Linked DNA regions of Gossypium hirsutum: region 1 is linked to region 2. Evidence: chromatin contacts called from public Hi-C data. All regions are on one chromosome and are shown on one strand. The core of a region is the stretch at or near the end of the contact, and the rest is flanking DNA. Distances in the headings are between cores, read along the strand shown. Region 1 holds the start of LOC107912016 (peroxidase 72). Region 2 holds the start of LOC107912022.

What was found. Hi-C and Micro-C count contacts between places; a contact is called where the count stands out from the background.
Region 1: a Hi-C map of leaf shows a contact between it and region 2, with 2.6 times the contacts expected there. The contact joins the promoter of LOC107912016 here to the promoter of LOC107912022 in region 2. A contact is called at or near these places in 10 of 34 Hi-C or Micro-C datasets (anther, callus, leaf and 1 more).

What each region holds. Positions count from the first base shown.
Region 1 is chrD11:3,920,390-3,925,937 of Gossypium_hirsutum_v2.1, forward strand. It overlaps LOC107912016 (peroxidase 72), which reads right to left and starts at 1,896. Exons shown (of 4, transcript XM_041105563.1): 1 at 1,584-1,896; 2 at 1,215-1,406; 3 at 974-1,139; 4 at 364-879. The coding sequence starts at 1,808. The coding sequence ends at 467. LOC107912014 (probable methyltransferase PMT27) reads right to left here and starts at 194. Exons shown (of 7, transcript XM_016840046.2): 1 at 1-194. The coding sequence starts at 43.
Region 2 is chrD11:3,766,906-3,772,035 of Gossypium_hirsutum_v2.1, forward strand. It overlaps LOC107912022, which reads left to right and starts at 3,649. Exons shown (of 6, transcript NM_001327061.1): 1 at 3,649-3,863; 2 at 3,866-4,516; 3 at 4,519-4,588; 4 at 4,590-4,803; 5 at 4,910-5,130. The coding sequence starts at 3,866. It overlaps LOC107912023 (histidine kinase 1), which reads left to right. Exons shown (of 13, transcript XM_016840054.2): 12 at 1-71; 13 at 225-750. The coding sequence ends at 440.

The DNA of each region.
Region 1 (5,548 bases), core at 646-3,145, 150 kb after region 2:
AAGAGGAACGCTTAGCAACACGAGACTTTCCCCCGATCGCCATTATCGTTTTTTATGGAGTTTGAGAGGAAACGAAATGAAGTGAAAGTGATAGCATGGAGATTAAAAAAGACAATGGAGAAGATTAAAAGCTTTGTTTGTGGAATAGATGTAATAAGAGCGAAGAAACATTCTAAGTTGGAATGTGTCTCAAAGATCCGAATGAGTTGGAGAAGGGGAATTCGTTGGGAAAAATCTTGTTCCTTCCGTTAACATCAACAAAACCCAAATCCAATATGGCAAAAGATTTAAAAAACAAGTCTCACAGAGCCCATTTATTTCAAACAGGGAACAAAGAAAAGGACAATCGTTGGCCCAGCAATACACACAAATGAAATTCTTTTATTAATAATTCAATACAAGGAAACCAAAATAACATGACAAACAGGAATACAAACTTTATTCATATAATTATCACTTGATGATTTTAAGCATTAATTTTCCTGCAATTCTGTCTGATCTCACCCCTATACCCTGTCAACGGTGAAATATTCCCCATCTTAATCATGGACTTAGCGAATTGCTGAAAGAAGAGTTCCTGGTTATAAGCATATGTCTTCACTAACTCCCTTGATTCACCATTCTTTGTGAACAAAACTTGGTCAGAGTTCAACAGTCCCTTGTTAGCCAATAAGTTCTTGAAGTAGCTGTTGTCGAACTTTATGGGGCTAACAAAATCTAAGAAAAACAGGTTCTGGTCGCCGCCTGATCTTGGACAGTTCCTGCGCAGCTGAGAAGCATAGGATTGGTCAAGTGTGTTGTCTGGTTGTCCATTGCCTGATTGGTTGTATAGTCTCTGCCTGAAACTGGTGCATCGGGAATTTCCTATTGTGTGGCTCCCTGCATGATATATATATGGACAACTTGGTCATATATATTCAGAGTATTGCCTTTCTTGGTTATTTGCAGAATGTGAAAGAACTATATAGCTTACCAGAAAGTGCAACAAGATCAACAATGTCTAGGCCTTGTAGCTTAAACTTGGTGAGAATTGTTTGGAATGTGTTGTTTGGAGCAGGAATGTTGTTGTTAGAGCCACTCAAGCTTGCACCTCTGGCATCCCTTCTTCCAAGGGGGACTTCCCAGCTAGGCCCACCTGTCTGCAAATCCAAAAAAACATGTTACCACGGGGTCAATTTCAATGACAAGACAAGACTATAACCAAAACGACATACGAGAACGGTAGAATCTCTAGCAGCCAAAGCCATAATATCAGCACATGACACTGTATGAGGACACTCTTTCTCCATTACAGCTTTGATCTCATCTATCACTTCGAATCCTCTGGCTGAGTTCCTGTTTGGATTCGACCTCTTTTCGCTGATAATGCTCCCGCTGCTGTCTAACAAAATCGATGCATCACAGCCCTGGAAACAATGAATTGTTAAACTTTGCTGCTATATAACCATATATAATGATATAATCCTTCAAAGAAAAACTTGGAAAAGATTGAATATATCCATATTAGACACACTAGTCTTGTATTCGACACTGACAGTCGAGTAGTAAACACTTTGCCATTGGTTTGGCGAGGATGAAGTTACCTTAACAAAGCAGTCGTGGAAGTGTAGCCTAAGCAATGAAGCAGCCATACGAGGTTCCTTTGCAACAGCTTTGGCAACAACGTTTCTCACAATCTCTTGAGCTTTGGGACATGAATGATCGTAAAACTGAGGGTAAAGGTATCCTCCCCCAACTGTCTTGGAAGACAAACAATGGGGGGCAAGGCCAAGGGCTAGAAGAGTAATAACTATGATATAATGAACCATAGTGTTTACCTTTTTTACTTTCTAGACAAAAAGGTGTATGGTTGAAGTGGAAACAGCTGAAATATGAAGAGAAAACGTTGTTATGATGAGAGCTTTCAAAGTGGGGAATGGGTATTTATAAGGGAGACTTTGTTTGAAATGACAATCAAATGAAAGAGATGACGTAATATTAGGCAACTAGCTTTGCATCAATCAAAAGCAGGAAAAAGATGCAGAAAGGTTGGAGTTGGTACTAAAATGCCCACATTTGCTTGCCCAGGATAATTATCTAAGATTGTGCTTTTAGTAATAATTGTGTTTAACATAATTACTCAAGTTATCACGATTAATTACAATAAATAAATTAAAAATAATGTTTCTATAATATGTCACATTGCCAAATTTATTTAAATCTGGGTCTCTACTCTAGCCATGATTTTTTTTATACATAATACTAAGAGCTCATATCAAAATATTTACAGAAAAGTTGAGCATATCTGTGTATGCATAAATCCAAACATTCATTCGATCAACAACTCGTGGAATAAAATAGGACCTGGTCAATACCTAAAATGGTCTAAAGTTGATTGAGACACGGTCCTAGCCATACTGTAAAGTTTTAAGAAGGGAGCAGGTAAGCCTGCTCCGTTGACAAAAACCAATATATGAATGCTAACTGGAAATTGCAAATTTCATAACCTTTACATTAAAAATGTTTATGGAGGTATGTACCGGCTTATTTACCAATAAAAGTTTAATTTTTTATAAATTTATCGAAATAGGCCCGGTATTTTATTATTTATCGGAATAGGCCGTTTTCGACAAATCGCGTCCAAGTCAGCGCGATGTCAGGAGACGTGCCAGGAAATTGCCGCCACGTCAGAGCGCTTTGCTGATGTGGCAACAAATCGCCCTCTCGTGGACGCGATTTGTTGCCACGTCAGCAAAGCGCGCTGATGTGGCCGTGGTTTCCTGACTTGTAGGTTTTTGGATTTTAAGTTTTAGGGTTTTAGGGTTTTTAGGACTTTTAGAGTTTTTAGGACTTTTAGGGTTTTGGAGAAAAAAGTAAATAGATAAGTCGCGCCCACTGTACACACTTCTTTATGGAAACATCTGCCCTTGAATCTACAAATGTTGAGCATGCATTCACTGAAGTACTAACTCAAATACATCATGTGATCAGTCAAAAAGCACTCGAATGAGGGAATGATCAAACAACATTGCCCAAGGGACAAACCATCAATGTCGGCTTTGGGGATGATGTTTCAGCTGTGAAGAAAGACGGCTGCTGTTCTGCATAATTGTTAGATGATTCCGAGTGTCCAAATTTGCTTCCTCATTAAGCACAAGCTTTCCTCACCGTGATCAATCTCGAGATCTTTCGTTGAAGACGAAGAAATCACAGCATTTCAGGGATTTTCTTATAGTTTGTTCAGACAAATCTAGTTTTAGTATTTTAAATGATTTTCATTAGTTGTGGAGAATAAATTTTAAATTAGCTATCATAATGTTTTGTATTTTCAAAGGAGTATTTTATGTAATATAACAAATAAATAGGGATAATTTAGGTATTATAAATAATTTAAATAATTTAGTGCAACTATATACATAAAATTTCATTAGTTGCACTGTTCACGCGTTGGGCAAGTCGCGGCCACGTCAGCGCGCTTTGCTGACGTGGCAACAAATCGCCCCCTCGTGGATGCGATTTGTTGCCACGTCAGCAAAGCGCGCTGACGTGGCTGCGATTTTCTGGCACGTCCCCTAACATCGCGCTGACGTGGACGCGATTTGCCGGAAAAGACCCATTCCGATAAATAATAAAATACCGGACCCATTTCAATAATTTAAAAAAAAAGTTTTTTTTGAGAAATTGCCCGTATGTACCATCATCAAACATTAAAATTTCCTGTTAATCTATTATCCATGTACTTGAAAAATGTATGCCAACATGGTGGTTTTTTGAAAAGTATTATCTTCATACATTAACAAAACGCTGCGTACAATCATTGATAGTGCTTTTGTAGGTTTGTATAATCCTTTGCTTCAAAGCAACGATTATGTCCATTGAGTTCTTTTTGTAGAAATTCTTTTACACAAACTTTCACTTGAACAAGCAAATTATAAAGAATGTGCAAGAAAATTTGAATATAAATATAAATTTTTAATTTAAAAAATGAATATCTATTTTTAACTGCAATATTTATCATCTAAACTCGATAATGCAGAGAAGAAATACTATTACGTATAAGCAAAACATTGGAAACACAAGAAAGCAAACCAAAATGATTTCTTCAAACCTACCTAGAAAGAGGTAAGAATGCATGGATGGATCTAATAAAATTTTTAACCCAAAATAAATAAAAGTTTGGTTTGTGAAATAATTATTTGTGTGTGCAAATTTTTTATGGGATAACATCCGAACTTTATAATTGGATTTAAAGATTCATAAATGTCGATTTTTAAAAAAAAATTTGAATAGGTTGTTTTTTGAAAAAATTACGGGAATAGACCGGTTTTATAAAAATACACCCAACATATTGACAGAAAAATGCTACAAACTGGAAACGCTTTTTACCACATCAACACTAAAAACGGCATCACCAATATTTTTTCTTATCTACTGGTACCACCTATTAATGTAGAATAAAACTTACAAAACAAGTCATTATATAGACCCAAAGTCTCATTTCCCTTATTTTCTTAAACGATGTGGGATATGAGATATGGATATATATAAACTCATAATCTATTTGCAGCTTATTTCCTGGACAATGTAGGATTGCGTACGACGACGCGTTTTCGTAAAATCGGCCTATTCCCGTGATTTTTTCAAAACTGGCCTATACATGTAATTTTTTTTAAAAAAATTGACATTTATGAGTATTTAAGTCTTACGGTTGTTTCTTGTAATAATTAAACTTGAATTTTGATATTGAGAATACAATTTAGTCTTGCCACCACATTCAACACTTATTTAAAATTAGAGTAGATATTTAAATATTTAAACAAGAAATATTAAATAAAAATAATTAAAGTAGGATTGAAGCAAAATAGATTAAAGACATGTTTGAGAGATCTACACATTAAAAAATATTTAAACTTTTTGACTTGAAATTAAATAAAATGGGTGTGAAGGGAAATTTCCAACTTAGTTCGTCTGATTTACGTTGTCGGAATCTGACCAAACTAATCTAAAGCTGAATAAAAAGAATATTTCATATATTTAAAAAATAAAAAGGAAGAAGCTTTTGGGTTTTATAATATAAAGTTTGTTTTAGGGTGGCATCTTCTTTACCCTTATAGCCTTTAACAAAAGGAAGAAGGATATCCTATGTTATTATTTTCAAACCCTTTTTTTTTAATATATATTGTTATGATTGCTTGTATATGTGGCAATTAGGAAAACTTCCTCTATAATTTGCATGAGAAAAGAATTAGCTGTCAAAGTAACTTATCAATTGAATCTTTTAAAATAAATTATTTTTCTTAATTTTATATTTTTAATTTTGTTAAATGTTTATAATTTTTAAATTATTTGGTGATATGATTTATAAGATAAAATAGGGACACATTGATTATAATGTATCATCAATGAACTACCACATCGAAAGAATAGATTTAATGGTCAACATTAGTCAAATGATTTATTTGACCAATTTTATTAATTGAAGGGTTCGATTAAGTCCAAAAAGTTTGAAGAGGCTCCTTTTTTGTTTAAAAATGCTTTGGGATTTTTATACCATTAAACCTTAATTGTA
Region 2 (5,130 bases), core at 2,399-4,898:
AAAGAAGGAATAGATCGCAGACAGATATTAGTGATTCCCCTCCATATGATTTGATTTTAATGGACTGTCAAGTAAGAAACCACTTGGGAGATACATAACAACAGTGCTACATATCCACTAATTTAATGCTTCATGCTGACCCACACACATAGCATTTAATCATATATTTTCCCAACTTTGTTATGTTTGTAGTGTTGTAACTTTTCGTGTTTCATGTTAAACAGATGCCTAAGATGGATGGATATGAAGCAACAAAAGCAATTAGGAAATCAGAAGCAGGGATGGGTTGGCACATTCCGATTGTTGCTTTGACAGCCCATGCAATGCCATCAGATGAAGCAAAATGCTTGGAGGTTGGCATGGATGCTTATCTAACAAAGCCAATTGACTACAAGTTTATGGTATCCACCATTCTTTCACTCACTAAAAGATCAGCCTAAAGTTTCCTGCTCGACAAAATCGCTAACCAAATAAGAATGTGATAGGCGGCTTCCGATGTAAAGATGGATACAAGTTTCTTGTGGATAGAGGAAAAAACAATCGTTTAACATGTCTAGTATACCTAGGAGTATGACCAAGTTTCCTGTCTTAGAGAGTGGTTTTATCTAATGCTTGGGTAGTTTCTTTAGTTAATGTAATAAGATAATGCTTGAGTGTCTTAAGACAACCCTGTAAATACCCAAAGCCCAAGTATTAGTCTATCTGTATTATTATTGGATACAAAATATATGATATATAGCTATAACTATATATTAGATTTTGTTTTGAAGAGAAAGCATATAGGGTGAGGACACAACTAATAAAGTTAAATGTAGATTTAGGTAGAATGTTGTAGCAGTAGCACACTAATTAATTAATGATGTTGCAATAATTGCTTGCATTTGCTTAAATTAATTATATAGGGTTTTATTTTTTAGTGCAAAGCATGATGCTATGGTGTGAGCCTTTCTTTAGAGTTAACATGTGAATGTTTATGGCAGTAATAAGATTGCCAGCAAGGTTTGATTCCTTTAGGAAAGATACTCATCGGATTTGATCCTTGATGATATATAAGTAATACTTCACTTTCTTTTTAATATACTTTCTCCGTCACTATCGTAAACAAATTAATTAGACGTGTTCATAAGTTGGATTGGATCGGGTTCAGATATGATATTAACATATTTTATTCTTGTCCAAGTCTAATCCGGCTCAAAATATGAGATTAAAATTTTGTTCAAGTTTGTCTATGTTTATAAAATACTAATTCAAGCCTATTTTAAATCCATCCATATTATTTAAAAAAATTAAAAATATACTTATATTACTTTAATTTAATATTTAATAATTTTTTTATAATCATCTTAATGTTATTTTAATGTTTATATTAAAATAATATTATACTTAAAAATGGGTCGGACCGGTCATGGGCTTATTGAATGTTCAAGCTCGAGCCTGAATAATTTTCGAGTCTTATATTTTTACCAAAATCCTTCTAATTTTTTAATAAATTTTTAGTCTAAACGTGTAACCCAATCTAAGAATAGATCTAAAATTAACTACTAAAAAAATTAATTTGTCTAGTGATATTGCTTCATTATTTACCTTTTTTCTCGTTAAAAGAACAATGAGCAACCTTCGTGACATGTAGGAATAAAATGATTCCTCTTAATTTTTTGCCGTAATTGCTGATGTGGACTTTTAATAAGCCTTTCACATATCATTAAATCCAAATCAGCAACTACAAGTTCATATCAACAATGTAAAAAACTGATGAAGGAACTATTTCGCTATTGTTTGTAAAATACAAGATCAGTTAACTCATTTTTCAAGTAGATGGATGAAAATTAAACTAAGGGTTGAGCTTGGTTTTTCAAGTGCAAACAAAAGTCAATGTGCAAAGATCCAGGATTAGTGTGAACTAAGAAGACTGTGAATGGGGTTTAGGCTCGTACTTGTGCAAAAAAGAATCCGCGACAAGGGCATAGTTGTCCCGAAAGAAGACCCTTTTAGCACTTATCAATTGTCCTGATCTGGTCACGGCTCACAATTCCCTATAAAAGGCAACACAATTGAATATACCATTTTATATTTTATTTCTAATAAGATAAACACGCTTGCAAGTTCATAGCAAACGACGCCATTCTCCACCTCATAGGAACACTCCACTGTATAATTTTCTGACAAGAAAATTAGGAAAAGGACAAAACCCCCTGTTTCATTGTAATTTAGATTCCATTGCTAAGATGAGTCTTAACTCGGTTATGATGCAGCTTTAATCTCCATCCAATTTGCCTTTCCCAGTTTCACCATTTCCAAATCAAGCTTTCCAATATCGCTTTAAATGTGGGTTTACGACAACACCTATGGCTCAGTAGTTGCATTGCAGGTTCGAGCGGTATGTTGCAGTAGCCAGTAATATTTTAAGGGTAAACTACAGGTCACCTAACTGTTGTTCTTTTAGTCAGTTATCAATTTTTCTAATTTAATTATTTAACTATTCTTTTATATATTATATTGATTTAGTTATAATTTTTAAAATTTACAAAAAAAAAAAAACATCTCCAACTTAATTCTCAAAATTTACCTTCCTCTTTCGTTTCTAAAACACAAAAACAAGTACAAATCTCAAAGACAGAAACACAAATAAAAATAATCATTGTGAGAGAAAAAAAATACTCGAGCAATATATCTGCTGATTCCATCTTGTTTTCTTAAACAAGAAAATTAGTTTTTATATTGCTGACAGTTTATCCATTAGTTCATAGTGAAATACTAAGCTTTTGATATTTTTCCCCCTATTCAAAAGCTTCTAAAAACATATTACACATAAATGATTCGTTGACTTTTGCATTGAATCTTTGTATAGCCGCAACTTCGGGAATGAAAAATGGGTGAGATTATGGTTCTCATGATGAGTATGACGTTCTTTATATGCTTTGTTGTGTGGGGATTTGTAATTGCATTTTCATATGGAAATATGGAAGGTGATGATGAGCAGAAGGAAGATGGTGTAAAAAAGGAACCTGAAGATGGCAGCGATGCAGATGAAGTTTTGGCAGCCACTAAAGTTATTGTTGAAGTCAACAACAATATTGCTGAAGCCATTGGTGATATTGATGGTGATGAAACTGTAGATGTTGGCGTGCATGTCTGTTGTATCTTTTGTTCATGATATTTAGCGTGAAGGTGGAGGCAACAATGCTAGTGGCAGTGGGAGAAGAGGAAGAAGGAGATAAATTTTGAGGATGAAATTGAGAATTCTTAAATTGATATAATATGTAAAATTAAAGGTTAAATTTGTTATTATATTTATGTTTAAACTGTCACATCATCTTACTGTTAAAAATTTAACGGTACTAAACAAAAAATGAACAAAAAAATAATCTCGATTAATTAAGTGATCAAATTAAAAAATTGATAATTGGGTGACAAATAAGAAAAAGTGACAATAATTAGGTGATTAAATTAAAACAAATTAATAATTAGTGAAAGAAAAAGGACAATATTGAGTGACCTGTTATGCAATTTACCCGTATTTTAACAACAGGAAAAAGTACATTTCAGGAGGGTAACTTCGTCATTAAATCGGAATATAACAATTTTAATTTTCTGGCTCTCTGCCCCTAGTTGGTTTCACCATCACCACCGAGTAGAGTAACAGCCAACATTTTCATGTTCGAAGAAGCTTTGTTTGCTGTGAAAGATAGTTTCTTGAAGATGAAAGACCCTCCATTGGTGAAAGCTGCAGTGGTAAAAGCAATAGATCTTTAGACTAAGTAAAATTAACTCACAGCTCATTTTGTTTCCCTCTTTACTGTTTAGTTGCTTCAAATTTTAGAAAAAAAAAGTTGATCTGTGGCAGAAGGGTGAAGCAAGAAAAAAATGGGGTGTTGGTACTCAAGGATCGATAGGGAAGAGATTGTTTCGCGTTGCAAGGCGAGAAAGAGATACATGAAACAGTTAGTTAAAGCAAGACAAACTCTTGGTGCTTCACATTCTATGTATCTACGCTCTTTACGAGGCACAGGCTCAGCTCTCCTTCAGTTTTCCAGCAATGAAACTACTACCCACTCCCACCACCATACTACTCCGCCGCCTCAACAGCCGGCATTGCCGCCGCCAATGAGTCCTAGTTCAGACACTTGGACATCTGCTAACACGGCCTCCCCTGTTCTGCCGCCGCCTTCTCCTCCTCAATCCAGTAACTGGGACTTTTGGGATCCATTTGTTCCAGCTACAGAGTCACGGTCAGCCACAGAGGAGGAATGGGAGGCTTCCACGTCAGTGCCTGAGGTGGCGGTCACCGCTACAAACCCCACGACCAGGGCTGCAAGCATGGCACCGCCCCCTTCTGTGGTGAGTGGGTTCTCGAAAGATACGGGAAGTGAGCTTGCTATGGTGGTGTCGAGGAATAGTAAAGAACTGGTGGAGATCGTGAAAGAGGTCGATGAGTATTTTATTAAAGCTGCTGATGCTGGTAGCCAGCTCTCGTTGCTGTTAGAAGTTTCAAATTCCAATTTTCCTGCTCAAAGTAAATGAGTTATTTCTCTCTCATTCTTTTCCTTTTCTTTTTCCCTCTTAACATTTCTGGGTGGGGTTTTTTTTTTCCTTGTTGCAGGTAAAGTGTATAACTATGGTTGTAATCTGACTCCAACAACTTGGGCATGGAATCGAAATTCAAAAATGGAAGGAACTGGGAAGTTGGGAGGCGATAGGACGGGAGAAAATGGAAATGTAGGTGGTACTATTCTTAACAGTAGCCATTCTTCTACTATAGAGAGATTGTATGCTTGGGAGAAGAAATTATACGAAGAGGTCAAGGTACTAGATCCTGTTCCATGGTTAGAAAATTTGCAATGGCCTGATGAGTCAAAAAAAGTGATCTATAGTTTAAATCTGACTGCTCTTTTACTGGTGATTTGTTTAGACTGTGGAGACTATAAGGATGGAACATGAGAAGCGGGTGGCCCAATTGAGGAAGCTGGAGTTGAAGAGAGCTGACTATGTCAAGAATGAAAAGACTAAGAAAGAGGTTGAAAAATTAGAATCCCAAATGATGGTTTCTTCACAGGCCATTGAGACCATATCAGCGGAAATCATCAAACTGAGAGAGGCAGAGCTTTATCCTCAACTCCTGGACCTTGTAAA